Regions from separate parts of the Zea mays genome. Here region 2 is linked to region 1. Evidence: chromatin contacts called from public Hi-C data. All regions are on one chromosome and are shown on one strand. The core of a region is the stretch at or near the end of the contact, and the rest is flanking DNA. Distances in the headings are between cores, read along the strand shown.

What was found. Hi-C and Micro-C count contacts between places; a contact is called where the count stands out from the background.
Region 2: a Hi-C map of ear shows a contact between it and region 1, with 2.0 times the contacts expected there. The contact joins the promoter of LOC100279002 here to the promoter of LOC100272972 in region 1. A contact is called at or near these places in 2 of 25 Hi-C or Micro-C datasets (ear and leaf).

What each region holds. Positions count from the first base shown.
Region 1 is chr7:82,962,601-82,965,637 of Zm-B73-REFERENCE-NAM-5.0, reverse strand. LOC100272972 reads left to right here and starts at 1,351. Exons shown (of 22, transcript NM_001147423.1): 1 at 1,351-1,816. The coding sequence starts at 1,600.
Region 2 is chr7:83,171,792-83,175,061 of Zm-B73-REFERENCE-NAM-5.0, reverse strand. LOC100279002 (Phosphoglycerate mutase family protein) reads left to right here and starts at 1,370. Exons shown (of 5, transcript NM_001152078.2): 1 at 1,370-1,664; 2 at 1,879-1,978; 3 at 2,698-2,877; 4 at 3,084-3,201. The coding sequence starts at 1,397.

The DNA.
Region 1 (3,037 bases), core at 102-2,601:
CTTAGAGGGTGTGTGATCCTCATTGTCCATAGTCTGCACTCCAGAAAAAGTATTCGTTGGAAACCTTATATATAAGAGAAGTATATTTCTTTGGTGCCTTATTTAGTTTTTGTATCTACCTCTGCCCACTTTTTTATACCTCAGTAAAAAGAAGAGCACAATAATTGGAAAGAAGAGGATGCATTATTATAATGTTGATAAGGTACAACATTGAAAAAATGCATCAACAACAATGAACAATGCGAAAAAGTAAATCATGCAACACTTAAAAGAAGAAACTTATAATACCACCACCAACATAAAAGAATAATAGCAGGTGTTAGGAAGACATAAAGGAAGGCATAACTAAAGGTACCTTAATCAAGCAACAAATTTCTAAGCAGATATATAGAAGTTAATGAAATCTGAACTGCCCAACGAAAGTCTATAGTTCACACACAATTAAAATATTCATAAGAAACTGAAAAAGATGTATTTGGAAAAATAAAGATAAGCCCAACATAAATTAAAAGGCAGAACAAATTGTATCAAGGTGAAGGAAAAAAGAGGCTTGCAAGGAAATGCATATGCAGGTACAACAAACACAACAAAGGGCACGATAAGCATTCTGCAAGCACAAATACAAAAAAGAAAAAACAAAGTCATGACAAATTTTCACATCACCTTCAGAATGCGGAGGTCCTCTTAGATTGGACAAGCCTTGTGTCTAAATTGCCGGACCTCCTAAAAATGGAATGCAAATGATTTAATAAGAAAGTTTCACATATTACACGAAGGAGCATTGACGCAACAAACATACTTAATACAACACATTAGACACACATGTTTCGAAATGAACAAAATTAACATTATGTGTAAAATAGCATGGACAACACAGCAGAAGCAAGATTCTTAGACACTGCACTCACGTAATCATTGTGTTGAATGCATTATGAAGACAAATAGCATAGGAGGATGTCGATGTGGGAACCTGCTTGGGTCACCTGGCAGCCAACACACAAAGAGCCAGAATATAAATGATGTGACATCTTTTATCGTCCATTTACATTAACTTATTATACTTGCTCTAAATCTATCTACGACAACTTATCAATCGCTATATCAATATTCAAAATTCACTATTCAAATAGTATAATGTTCAATACAGAATAATATTTTAGTTGATTATATGGATAAACGGTCGAACATGGTCTAAGCAATGTCTTAGTTGACCTTTTTGTTCTTCTTCCTGTACAAAGGCGCAAGGAACAAAACGACATCAAATTTCCAGCCCGTTCTTCTGGACCGATGACTTTTTCTGGTTGGTTCCAAGTTCCAACATGACAGGCACGAAGGCAAGTCGAGCAGACAGCAACATCTAGCACGAAGCACCGGCCTTGTACGCATCCTCCCTTCGCATCGAGGAATCGCGGGCCCACCGCGGCACCAAGGCCCCCCGCATTCCGTCCCGCCGCGGCGTCGCTCCCTTGTTCTCTCCCGAGCCGTCCGCGAACCAACCCGTGCTACCTCCGATTCTTCGCCTCGTCGTTCTTTCTAGAACCTCCGCTCCGCCTAATCCCGAACGAGACTAGGGAGGTTCCAGCGCCGCCGGTGGGGGAGATGGCGCTGGAGCTGAGCCTGGCCTCGGCTTCGCCGCCGGCGGGCGGCGGCTTGGCGCAGCCGCCGCCCCTCGCCCCACCCGGGAAGGAGCAGCAAGTGGCCGGCGTGGGGATTCTACTGCAGATCTCCATGCTCGTGCTCTCGTTCGTCCTCGGCCACGTCCTGCGCCGCCACCGCTTCTACTACCTCCCCGAGGCCAGCGCCTCGCTTCTAATTGGTACGTATGCGCCTGCCCTGCGCACCATGCCTTACCTCCCCGAGACTGAAATGTTAGGCATAGTGGCTACTCACTCTGGTACACTATAGACGATTCATTTAGGACGATGGTTTTAGATGCTACAAATAAATCTTAGTTCTCAAGTTCATAAATATGCTTTCATCGAGTTTCTTACAGAATTGGAGCGTATTCACGACGTAAAACCTATCAAAAAACATAATGGTTACTTCATCGGTACTTTTGTTCCTTGTCACCTTGACTAATTCATCAGCGCCTGTCGGAAGAGCTTTTAAGTCAGTGTCCTGTATCCCTCAGGATGCAATGCCTACATTCAGTTTCACATCTCTAGTATCCACTTTTTTTTTCAAGCAATCACCCATAGGTAGGCCCTAGCCTCCTTGACATCTCTAGTCTCAACCTTTTTTTTTCAAGCAAGCACCTCTAGTTTCCTTGACACTCTGCTGCTGGTTTGAACTCGAATTGGCCTCTTTTGGTCAATACTTTTTTCTCCAACATGTAGGAGAGCTGCTTATCATTTATAATAAGAAAAAAGGGAAAGACCCCTTACAAACACCCCAAACTCACACCAAAGAAGCTAACCTAGATGCTCGCCCTTGCTATAATAAAAGGCGACCTTGGCTTAGTCTCACATAGGCAGCAGGCCAGCTAAGTAAGAAATATTCCTGGCGCCTGCAATATACCACAAGCTCATGTCCTCTAAGGAAAGAGTTGAAGCCCAGGGCCCTGGGCTAGATTAGGCAAAGCTCCATCAAACACACAATGATTCTTATGGAGTTATGGTTCCAAAGTGTCCAAGCTCCCAAGATGATGATAGAGTTCAAGCTTTTTATTGCCAAACCATCCACAGACCTCGTTTGTTCTGGCCCAGCAGCACTTGCAATACTTTGCCTACCAATCCTTTGCAGCAATCTGTACAAAAAATCTCATGCAACACCAGAAGACGGTTGATAGTTACCGAGTCCTAATAACAATAAGGACACTGAGTTGGATGATCAAGACCATGCCGTGCTAGCCTATTGGCTATCCAGCACCTATTATGTGTGACCAACCACATAAAGAAGAGGTATTCGCCTGGCGCCCAAGTTTTCCAAATCCTCTCACATGGTTCAAATCTTACTGCGCCCTGAAAAAATAATAACCACTGAATTTCAACTTGAAATGACCTCTTTTGGCAATACTTATTTCTAACTTTGCCTCGTT
Region 2 (3,270 bases), core at 121-2,620, 210 kb before region 1:
TTGGAGGGGATTAAATCTCTCCATAATCAAAATTGAATAGAAGGAGATTTAACCCTCCTTAGGGCCCATTCGTATCGACCGGATTGGCCTGTTTCCAGGCTCCTTCTAGGTGAAATAAATTGGTCCGGTTTGGAATTCGGTTGGGCCATTTCAACCGTTCATTTAGGCCTGAATTGGAAGCAAAACAGGCCCGGTTTGAACTTTCCCCTCCCTCCATGGCTCGGAACAAAACCTTTTCTCCTCATGATAGAATCCTGGTCACTATAGCACAATTTCACCAGGTTTGAGTGAACCATGTGGATCCACTCTATTTTGGTCAGGAATAAAAACACGTCTGTTTTCAAACCGTAACAAACGAACGGGCCCATGCTTTGTTTGAGTACTTTAGTATTGGCCCCAATCCACATGTGTTGTGGTGAATTGTGGTGTAAATTAGTTTAAGTTACACCACAATCCACCTCAATACATAGATTGAGGTCAATAATAGAGTACTAAAACTAGGCCTTAATCTTCTCCAATTCAGACGTAACCGAACAAGGCCTGAGTGGGATCTAGGAATATTAGGGCCCGTTTGGCAAAGCTCCAGCTCCTGCTTCTTTAGCTCCAGATCTTGATCCTCGTGAGGAGCTGATCCTCCTGATTCTCCTAGAGAATCAGAATCATTTTTAAAACCGTTTGGCAAGTAAACTGATTCTTGTCCGCTGAGAGTTGGTGGTCTGTGGCGATTGTCTGTTTTACCCTTTGCAGTTCAACTTTGTTACAAATCAATAAGTATGATGCATATACGGAAAAAAATTATGAAACAATAACATATAAAATATTCCCATCATAGTAGTGCATAAAATGGTCTTAAATGTTTAATCCATAAATTGGCTCGTTATATTTTTGTCCAATGGCAATTGCGGGTAATTTCGATCAAACTTTAAGGGGAGGTCCATATTTGGTTGGTTGAGGAGCTGTTTTAAGGGAGGGTGGAGCGGGTTTTTTTAGATCCCACCTTTCTTCACAAAAACGACTCCTAATCTTTCAGCTCCACACGAGAATCAGTTTAAAAAAATACCCGTTTGGCACGGCTCCTCCAGATCCTCGCTTAGAATCAGGAGCTGGAGCTGTGCCAAATGGGCCCTTAGTGTTTGGTTAAACGCCAACGCATAGATATTCCTCAATCTAAACCGTATGGTTTCTCTATAATTTCTGTACGAAGTAGCGGAGCTCCTATTATTTTTTTTTCTCATTTAGCAACATACCATACTGAATTGTGATATGTAGAGTGCACGAGCCAATTCAGTTCAAAATAAAAGAGAAAATTAGCATAATCTAGGGCGAGCAACGTCACCTATCCTTTCTGCCTCCCTCACTTTCCCATGTCAGCAACCCAACCCACATCCACCGGAAGATGAGAGCTCCAGCTCCAGCTGCTCCTATTCCCGCGCTGCTCTCCCGCTGCTCCTCGCCTCCCTCCTCGGCCCCGCGCCGCCTCCTCTCCTCCTCCCGCACGCCAGCCGCCTGCTGCCCGCCTCCGGCAGTCGTCCGCTCTGTCTCCGTCGATTTGCTGGCGGTCGCCGGGGAGCCGGCTGTCGCAGGCGCCCCCTCCGCAACGCCGTGCCGTCGCCTCATCCTCCTCCGTCACGGGGACAGCGCCACCGGGGGCCGCTTCACCAGAGGTATGTTTAAACGGCGGCGTCTTGTATGCCGTTTCTACACGCTAGCTAGCTTCCGCTATCATGTTGTACCTGTTGCCTCTAGCAGTGGGTTTTAGACTAATTGAATGTAGTGGTATAGTGCTGTTGTAGTCTGACCCAAATGCGTTATCCTTTTTGGTTGGCCCTCTGCATTTCTTTTTTGAAAAGCAGCGTTTAATATGTGTCCTGATGTCAGATCATGACAGACCTCTAAGCAAGGCTGGGAGAGCTGACGCAATCAGCGTCTCTAATAAACTCCAACAGATGGGATGGGTACCCGAGCTTATTCTCTGCAGGTGTGTTTCAAGTTCCAATTTATGGAAGACAGTGAATCAATTATCGTGGGTTATACCATATACCAATATAAATTATGAAAGCTTCATGGCGCAATTAGTCTCTGTTACCTAATTGAATCGGTTTGTATTTTTTTTGTTTCATTAAGTTTGTGCAAATTCTGTTGTATCTGTTCAGTTTTCTAATGTTTCTTTGCTGAAAATTATAGTGTGTCTTTATTGATTCAGTTTTTATGTCGTATTATTACCACCTTCTGCTTCATTTGTTTTGTTGTTCTTTCTCTCTTTATTTTCCTGGGAACGGTTTGATGTAGATCCTGCATTTGAATACGTATAGGTTGGTGTTCCTATGTTTATGTTTCGTCAAATATATATTGCTTCGATTCCTTTTGTGGGCCTTGTTTAAGGGGAATGACCTTGCAAAGGCTATCTATTCTATTACTCATCATCTTGCCTTTCTGGCCACAATTGCAACTGGTGCTTTTAAGAGAATGGACACGTATAGAATTCAATACCTCTATTACAATACCATCTTTTTATTCTGGTCATGTTATTTCTTTCTCGAGCCAAACTTTGTTTGCAGATTCTGACCTATTTATTTAAAATTTGTTTATCTGGAGAATGAAGATGATTAAATAATCGTTTGGTTTGGTCAATTAATATGCATAGCAATAGAATGTGCCATTCATGTTATTGTTGATAATAACTCTCCTTCAACACAGTGATGCAATGCGCACAAAGGAGACTCTTAAGATTCTGCAAGAGCATGTCCATGGATTGTCTGAAGCAGTAGTGCACTTTATCCCAAGTTTCTACTCAATTGCGGCAATGGATGGCCAAACTGCAGAGCATTTGCAAAAGGCGATTTGTGAATATTCGAGTGATGAGATCTTAACTGTGATGTGAGTCTTCCACAAACTTTTGTTGATTACCATTTGTTTTCAATGGATGCTTTGACTTCTAGCCTACCCAGCTTGCTTGGAACTAAAAGGCTTTATTGTTGCTACTGTTGTTGGATGCTTTAACTTCGTATCATTTTCCCTTAAGATCTGATATTCGTATCTCATTGCGGGACATAGCATGACACTTGTTTAGAATAACTACTCAGGTGCATGGGTCATAATAAAGGATGGGAAGAAGCCGCCTCTATGTTTTCTGGCGATTCAGTTTTGCTTGAGACATGTAACGCTGCGTTGCTAGAAGCTGCAGGCAAATCATGGGTTGAGGTCAGCATAATTATATTGACCCTATCCAAAGCATGCTTCTTTTCATCTTTACTGAATTGGTCTTATATA